Linked DNA regions of Mus musculus: region 1 is linked to region 2. Evidence: chromatin contacts called from public promoter capture Hi-C data. All regions are on one chromosome and are shown on one strand. The core of a region is the stretch at or near the end of the contact, and the rest is flanking DNA. Distances in the headings are between cores, read along the strand shown.

Region 1 (4,021 bases), core at 1,279-3,778, 2.3 Mb before region 2:
GTAACATCACAAAAGAGACCATGGCCACGCTGTTCATTCAAGGAGTTCAGCAGACTGGCAGAGTACTGAATGTCTGTAGCAGAAATCAGTTTTCTACTCTCCATGCCTATAAGGGAAAGAGAAGAGGGAAAGAGGGGAGGATTAGGGAGGGAAAAACCCCAAAGTACCTGACTATTCGAAATGTGAGGCATAGGTATGGTAAACAGTTTACATTTTAGTCAATATTTGGTGTAAATCTTGACCTTTAAACATGCTCTTACATACACTAGCTTTTGACTGTGTGTCAAATCTTAGGACTTACTCTGAGAAATGTCAAGAAACTTTGAAATTGCCATGCAGATCTGAACAATAATCTCCTTGGTCGCCTTCCTTTGAAATTCAGGAAAATGCATTTCCACTAATCACCCTTTTAAACTTAGAATTCACTTTCCTAGTCCCAACTTTACTTCATTTTTCCTCAAGAGATAAGAATTTTTCATTTTAAGAAAAATCTTCACCATTAAGCATATGAATTACTTCTTCAAATGCCAGAAAAGTTTAGTGTGTTTAATATTTAGTCTGAAATTTATACCCTTCAACTTCACCTCTAATCTTATTAGTTACATCCTATTCAAAAGTTCACCCTCACAGCCAAGGCCAATTACGGACACTGACAATTAGCGCCTCACAATTTCCCATTATTTCTACCTACCCCTTATCCTTCTATTCTGCCTTGCACTTTGTAGAGATGCAGCGTTAGACAGAGTGCCAAGTGAAGTCAACACATACTCTAGTGAAGAAACAAACAGAAAGGGAGAGCGCCCCTCCTCGGTGCCTATTTACATAAAAACTGCAAACATATGTTGTTGGTAAAGAATGATGTTCACTTGTAGAAGACCCAGTTCTCTTCAAAGGAGTCAGTGCAAGCAAAAACAGTAACTAGTTACAACAGAGAAGCAGGCAACTGTTGCTGCTGTGGGACACTCCAAACACTTTCTTTTGGCATTTCACGGAAGCTATTGAGTTCAGAGTGCATCTGAAGTGCAAAGGACCCATATGCATATTAAAATACTTATAAGCACAAAACACATGTTATACAAATATTATATATTAACCATTCCTTGCTAAGTACATTTGGTAGAGAATTATTTTATTAATAAGTTACTAAAGAATGTCACTGTCACCTGGTACTTACACACACACACACAAACACACACACACACACACACACACACACACACACATGCTCACATATAAACACACAAGGGAGGCATGAGTATCTCTGTATTTAAAACATCATAACTTTAAAAGTCTAAAAGCCAAAAATTAAAACCATGTTAGCTACTCCATTTTAACAGCACCAAGGAATTACAGGCAATCACAAAGGCATTCATCACAAAGTGTGACCTTTAGACAATCTGCCAACAATCCAAAACATGAAGGTTTCAACAGAAACCACTTTCAAGTGGAGAGATTTCTGTATATGGCCACATGATTTTTATAATTGGAAAATAAGGGTTTTTTTTTTCCAACATGGGAATGATTCAAATGTAGGTGTCTAGGTGATACTGGGACCTGGTTTCATTTTGATTAGGTATCCAGCTGGTCAGGGTTAGCCCAGGATCACCCCAAGTGGGTCTCAAACCTTTCCTCCCCAGAGATTTGCGACCTGCCTACGGAAAAGGCATCTCATAGCATTGTGTAACACATCTTTGGTTGTTGGCTGGTTTAGAAGGCTGGTGACAGTAGGGAAGAGAAAAATGCCACGGGCCAGAGGGGGGGAAACAAACCAACACTACAGGGCTCCCTGCAGCTGTTGTCCATCTCTCCCTCTTCCACCATCTCCCTCTTCTTCCTTTGAACTTTGGTGCAACTGAGCTTTTAAACGTCAATTCACGTGAAAACACAAACAGGGATGGCGATGCAAACAGCAGAACGAAGGCAGGGGGGTTGAGGGGTGTTGAAGAAAGTAGGCCTAGCTCCTAAGGGTACTCTGTTGGGGGTAGCGGGCCATGCGAAGCCGGAAGCATTGTTGTGTCCAAAGAAGGATCTAAAGAGGAGGATGGGCCCCATAGTAAAGCTCAATCAAACTAGTAGGGAGGTGGGAAAAGAGCCCCCTTCCCCGCCCCCCAAAGCGGACGAATGGAGAGGGAGAAAGCCAAGTGGGTACTTGGCGGCGTCCCCCACGCCCTAAGGCTTATGCAAGGGTACCGGGTGCCTCTGGCACTGGACAGAGAAGGGGACCACGCCGCGCCTTACCGGTTCTCTTGGTAGAGCTCCGGGACCCACACAAAGAAAGAGCAGAGGAGCCAAGGCCTCGGGCTCCGCTGCTTCCTGGTTCAAGCGAGGCGGCCGCAAGCGTAGGCGCGGCCAGGGCATGGAAGGCGTAGGCGGGCTCCGTCTCCCGGGCCCGGTGCCCAGCCCACTCCTCACCTGCTCCGCGGCGGCCGCTTTCTCCTCCTCGGGGCCGAGGCAGGGTCAGAGTCCTACCCCAAGCAGCCGGACTCCGCAGCGCCGCTGCTGCCGCTTTAAATGTCGCTCCAGTTTCCGCCGACGTCAAAGCGGCTTCCACGGACGCGGCTCGGGCGCCGGGCTCCGCCGACAGAGGGCGCAGCGTGGGAGGCGTGGCTTCCTCGCCTTCCTCTTCCGAGAGCAGCCCGGGGTTGTCCGGAAGAGCGCGAAGCCCGCCTTCGGCTCTTTCCGTGACTGCGAAGCATTTTTCTAAGTGTTCTGTGATTCTCTTAAGAGCTCGGCTCCGTGAGACAGACAAAGATCCGATGACACTGTTAGGAGTGGCAGGGAGGCTAGTCTTGTTTGTTCAAACTCCCTTAAGTCCCGAGGGCTTAAAAATGTTCAGAGGTTGTATAAATTCCAGTTCTTTTGCATGTTTGAAGTCTGCCCTGTTAGCCTGTTGCTTGGATAACAAGCCACCTTGAATACAATCTGCATACTAAAATTTAACTCATACTAATTCAAATTGTAGGATAACAAGAAAACCACATTACACTGTCTACTTTTAAGAAGAAACCTGTGTTCTGATAACTCTTGTTAATCGAATGTTAAATGGTGCATGCAATATCTTGTTAACTGCATATCTATTAACATAGAGATCACATTTGATCTGCAGCAAATATACTCCAGGCCCTGTGGGATAGAAAAGCAGATAAGACAAGTTTCTCTCATTTCAGAGGGCTCGGCAGGTACATACACACGAATAAAAGTATTTTAAAAGTATAGAACTACAGAGAAGGAATAACAAACCAAATAGTGTCAAATGAGCCCTACCTTGAAAGGCAATAATATTTGTATTGTTTATCATTATTTTTTAAAATATTTTTTATTATGTATTTTCCTCAATTACATTTCCAATGCTAGCCCAAAAGTCCCACACACACCCCCCCACTCCCCTACCCACCCAGTCCCACTTTTTGGCCCTGGCGTTCCCCTGTACTGGGGCATATAAAGTTTGCATGTCCAATGGGCCTCTCTTTCTAGTGACGGCGACTAGGCCATCTTTTGATACATATGCAGCTAGAGTCAAGAGCTCCAGGGTACTGGTTAGTTCATAATGTTGTTGCACCTACAGGGTTGCAGATCTCTTTAGCTCCTTGGATACTTTCTCTAGCTCCTCCATTGGGGGCCCTGTGATCCATCCAATAGCTGACTGTGAGCATCCACTTCCGTGTTTGCTAGGCCCCGGCATAGTCTCACAAGGGACAGCTATATGAGGGTCCTTTCAGCAAACTCTTGCTAGTGTATGCAATGGTGTCATCGTTTGGAGGCTGATTATGGGATGGATCCCTGGATATGGCAGTCTCTAGATGGTCCATCCTTTTGTCTCAGCTCCAAACTTCGTCTATATAACTCCTTCCATGGGTGATTGTTCCCAATTCTAAGGGGCAAAGTGTCCACACTTTGGTCTTCATTCTTCTTCAGTTTCATGTGTTTTGCAAATTGTATCTTATATCTTGGGTATACTAAGTTTCTGGGCTAATATCTACTTATCAGTGAGTACATATCATTTGAGTTCTTTTGTGATTGT
Region 2 (3,924 bases), core at 368-2,867:
GCACAGTTGCAGCTATTAGAAATCCGATTTTTATCTCAAAGGTACATATTTTACCTTTGATCCTCTTCCAGAATTCCCACTAATGTCAACTTTCCCCACTGTTAGGATCAGGCCCCTTGCCTTGCTTTAATGTTGGTTTTATTGCCGATTCTACAAGATCAACATAAAAATTACAGGGAAAAGCTGCGAGGTTCCCTTCCCAGGATAAGTTGTGCTAACAAAAAGCTCTCTCTTAAGTGCGGAGATTTAAACACAGCGAATGACATGAAATAATATAGGAGTGGAAAGAGACAAAAGCCAGCAAATCTCCTGCAAAACAAAGTAACAAAAAAGCACGCTAATGATTTAGTCCCACTGCTTATTTAAGGTTTGGTCCCTAGTCCAAAAAATTGGCAATGGGAGCCTTTAAAAGCAAAGGAGCAAGTGCCCCTTACCATCCAAGGCTTCCCTCCAGATTTAGACCATCTGAACAGGACTGATGAGGGTGCGCTGGCGTGCGGGGGAGGGGTGGTTCCCCGAGGGGGGTGTCAGAACACTCTCCAATCCCCATCCCCCAGCTCTACCCGCCGCCAAGACATCCCCAATAGTCTACGTAGGCGTCTGGTTCTAGGGTCTTCATCCTTACACAGCAACATCCAGTCCTTCCCACATCCTCTTGCCTCCAATCGCTCACAAGTCTTAAGAACCATCCTCTCCCAGAGGATACAGACTCAAAACCCACTCAGGCGCAGACCCACCCCCGTTGTTTCCAATCCTCTCCCTCTGTCTTAGTTGGCAGTACCCCTCAACACCCATCACCACCCTCCCTCTCCCCAGTAGCAGGAGGAAGTCGCTATGCTTCCTCTGTCCACATCGCCCGCCAGAGCTTGGGCGCCCTGGGCTTTTGGGTGGGGTTTTTTGTGTGTGTAAGTGAGTGTGTGTGTGTGCGCGCGTGTACCCGATGTGTATCCGCACTCAAGTATATCTGTGCTCATCGCATCCTTCCGCCTAGGCTGCCCCAGGTGCCCTCTTAAAGGGATCCGGATCTCCTCGTGCCCTAATCTCCAGCTCTTTGTGCGGGGGTCCGGGGGAGCGGGAGGTGCGATCTGAAGCTTTCAGCCGCCCCCGCTGGGGTGGAGACCCACTCTCCGGCCGCAGCTCTGTGAAACCCGCTGTGCCATTCAGCTTCCAGCCCAGCGCAAGCTGGTGGGGTAGCCAGAGCGCTGTCCCGTGGCGCCTGAGACTCCCACCCCCAGGCAGCCGGTTGCCAGAGCGAAAACTTAAGTAGAACAGAGGAAAAAGAGAGCTCCTAGCGCTCGACCGCAGCTGCGCCCATCCTGCCCGTGGTCTCCAGCGCGCGCGCGGGAAGCCACCGCGCTGCTCCCGGTGTGAGCGAACCCCCCCCCCCCCGGGACTCCCCGTCGCTCGACCACTCACCAGCACCACGGAGCCCCGCACGGCCTCCGACACGCTCTGGCGGAGCTCGGCTGCCGTGCCTGGCTTGCTCAGCCGCTTGGTGAATTTGCGCACTTCGGCCATGGCAGAGGTGGCGGGCAGGTCTCGGCGGGAGCGCTCAGTGCCCCGGGCCCGGGCGGCCGCTGCTGCTGCTGCTGCCTGTGTTTACACGCCGACGGGCCGGCCACATCTCAGCTCGCCGCCCCGCGCCCAGCTCCCGCGGCTCCTCCTCCCGCGCGCCGCTCCTCCCTCTTTCCCTCCTTTTTGCTCTAGCTTTTGCAGGCTCTGGGTCCTGCCGGGCGGCGGCGGCTGCTCCCTCTCACCAAGGGCCCCGACCTGAGTGGCCTAAGAAGGAGGGTGTGTCTCCTGGAGGGGGAGGGAGTGCTGGAGGTGGGGGCGAGGGTCACGCGGGAAGAGGGGGAAGTGGCAAGCACCCGGGCTCCGCCCGCAGCTGATGTTGCTGGTGCAGCCGCATCCGGGAGGCGAGATGAGGCTGCTTCTTTTTCCGAGTGTATGGCGCGGGAGGGGGTCAGAGGTGGGTGATGAAATGTCTCCAAGACTAGGGTGTGCTGGGGCCTCCAGAGACCTCTGCCTCCCTTAAGACTTCAGGAGCAGTGAGGCGGTGGGAAAAATCTCACTTGCCCCCAACCTGCAAGCCCCTGGGTCCCAGGCGGCTAGAGGCTGGGAAACAACATGGAAGCAGCATGCTCCTATTGTGTACTCAGCCTGGTTGGGTCTGCCCTATGTCAAAGGAAGGAAGAGCGGGTTTGCTGCAGGAAAGACTTGTCTGGGTCTGTACCCAACCCCCTTCATTTCCCCACCCAGGCATCCACTTCATAGGGCAACCAGGGGACAGGCTTCTAGAAGTGAGTCTTACCCAGGCAGGGATAGCTGGGTGGTGAGAGACCCCAGAGCCTTTGATGAATTGTGTGGTTCTGCAGTGATTCCAGAAGGAGTGGCCCTAGTGCTCACTGGGAAGGCTTTTGGAGGACCTATCAATCCTCTAGCTTTTACCTGTGCTCTGCAACCATCTCACCCTTTCCTTAATTTCCCCAGAACATCTGACTAGGTGTAAAGCATGCATGCTTAGACACAAACAAGGCCTTAATTCTGAAATGAAAGGCCCCACTTCATTTTTTTTTGTTTTGTTTTAAGTTTGAAATGGCCCATCACCAGGGGTCTAATCCTTTTTGAGGATTTCTACCGGTGCCCAAATGGCACTTTCCACACTTCTCAGGCCTTCAAAGAGCACACAGTCACACACCTACACAAGGACTTTGTTATGGAAACAAGAGCATGGGAATGGACTCCAGGAACCCAGAAAAGACCAAGTCTCCTAGCAGCAAGCCCATTTGGCCACCTTCTCATTGATCCTGATAAGGCACAGATGGAGGGTTCCTCCAGGACCTGGGACATGGAAGGGCTCTAAGGGACAGGCATTATCCTGCATGTTGACCTCACTCTGTGTGTGTGTGTGTGTGTGTGTGTGTGTGTGTGTGTGTGTGTTGGGGGTCGGGGTGGAAACTGTTACCTGCAGGTGGATCAGCACAAATTCATGCTATGTGTTCAATGAATGGTGAATATTTGTGTGTCTGGCTCCTAGTTGTTGACCTCCAGAATACTCTAGCATGTTTTCCCTTGCTAACTCCAGATTCACTGCTTCAGGTACAAGGCAGAGGCACAGGGCTTAGGAAAGAAAGGTAGTGCTCTAGGTACTGATGAATCATAATTGGTGAATATTAACCCATGTTCAACTCTCTACTGTACGATGGCATAGAATCCTACTCAGTTTGGGGCAATAGGTGTAAGACAGCAGACCAAGAGGACTCCTGGGTAAGTTCTCCACCTTGACAGAAAGAGAAGGTGTTTATTTCCCAGTCTATAGGTTCAATGTTCAGATCATGGAGCAGAGTCCAGTCCCCTCTGAGAATAAAGAGATGGCTTAGAGGTCAAGAGCACTCATTGCTCTTGCAGAAGCCATGGGTTCAGTTCCCAGCACCTGTATTGTGGCTCACAACGACCCCAAAGTACAGTTACAGGGAGATCACTCCAGTGTTTCTAACCTCTTCAGGCGCAAGGCACACATGTGGTACACATACACACATTCAGGCAAAACATTTACACACTATTGCTAAAATTCCTTCCTTGGGCAAGATGTAAACAACATCTATCCCTCCTGCTAAAGTCCCAATGACCCTCAAAGGTACAGTTCCTCCAAAATTCACCTGGGGGAACAAGGACCTTATTAGACTTACTTACAAAGCAATACATGAGATGTTAATGGCTGACATGAAAGCAGTAACATTGAAAGGTCTGCACCCTTCAGGGATGATAGCTTAACACAAGGCAGCAAAGTAGATGAATCCCCTTCCTTACTTATATCCTATACCTCTTCTGAGAGCTCCCAAGGCCATGTAAAATTAGGATACAGTTGTCCTTATATGTGAATTAAGGGGGTGGGGAGGTGTCTCATGAGTGGAAAGTAGAAGC

The links. Promoter capture Hi-C pulls out the DNA fragments that hold promoters and counts their contacts.
Region 1: a promoter capture Hi-C map of pre-B cells shows a contact between it and region 2, with 2.4 times the contacts expected there. The contact joins the promoter of Zbtb33 here to the promoter of Dock11 in region 2. A contact is called at or near these places in 2 of 39 promoter capture datasets (the C10 cell line and pre-B cells).

The regions. Positions count from the first base shown.
Region 1 is chrX:38,188,300-38,192,320 of GRCm38.p6, reverse strand. Zbtb33 (zinc finger and BTB domain containing 33) reads right to left here and starts at 2,528. Exons shown (of 2, transcript NM_020256.2): 1 at 2,239-2,528; 2 at 1-106. The coding sequence starts at 104.
Region 2 is chrX:35,886,525-35,890,448 of GRCm38.p6, reverse strand. Dock11 (dedicator of cytokinesis 11) reads right to left here and starts at 1,617. Exons shown (of 53, transcript NM_001009947.3): 1 at 1,417-1,617. The coding sequence starts at 1,518.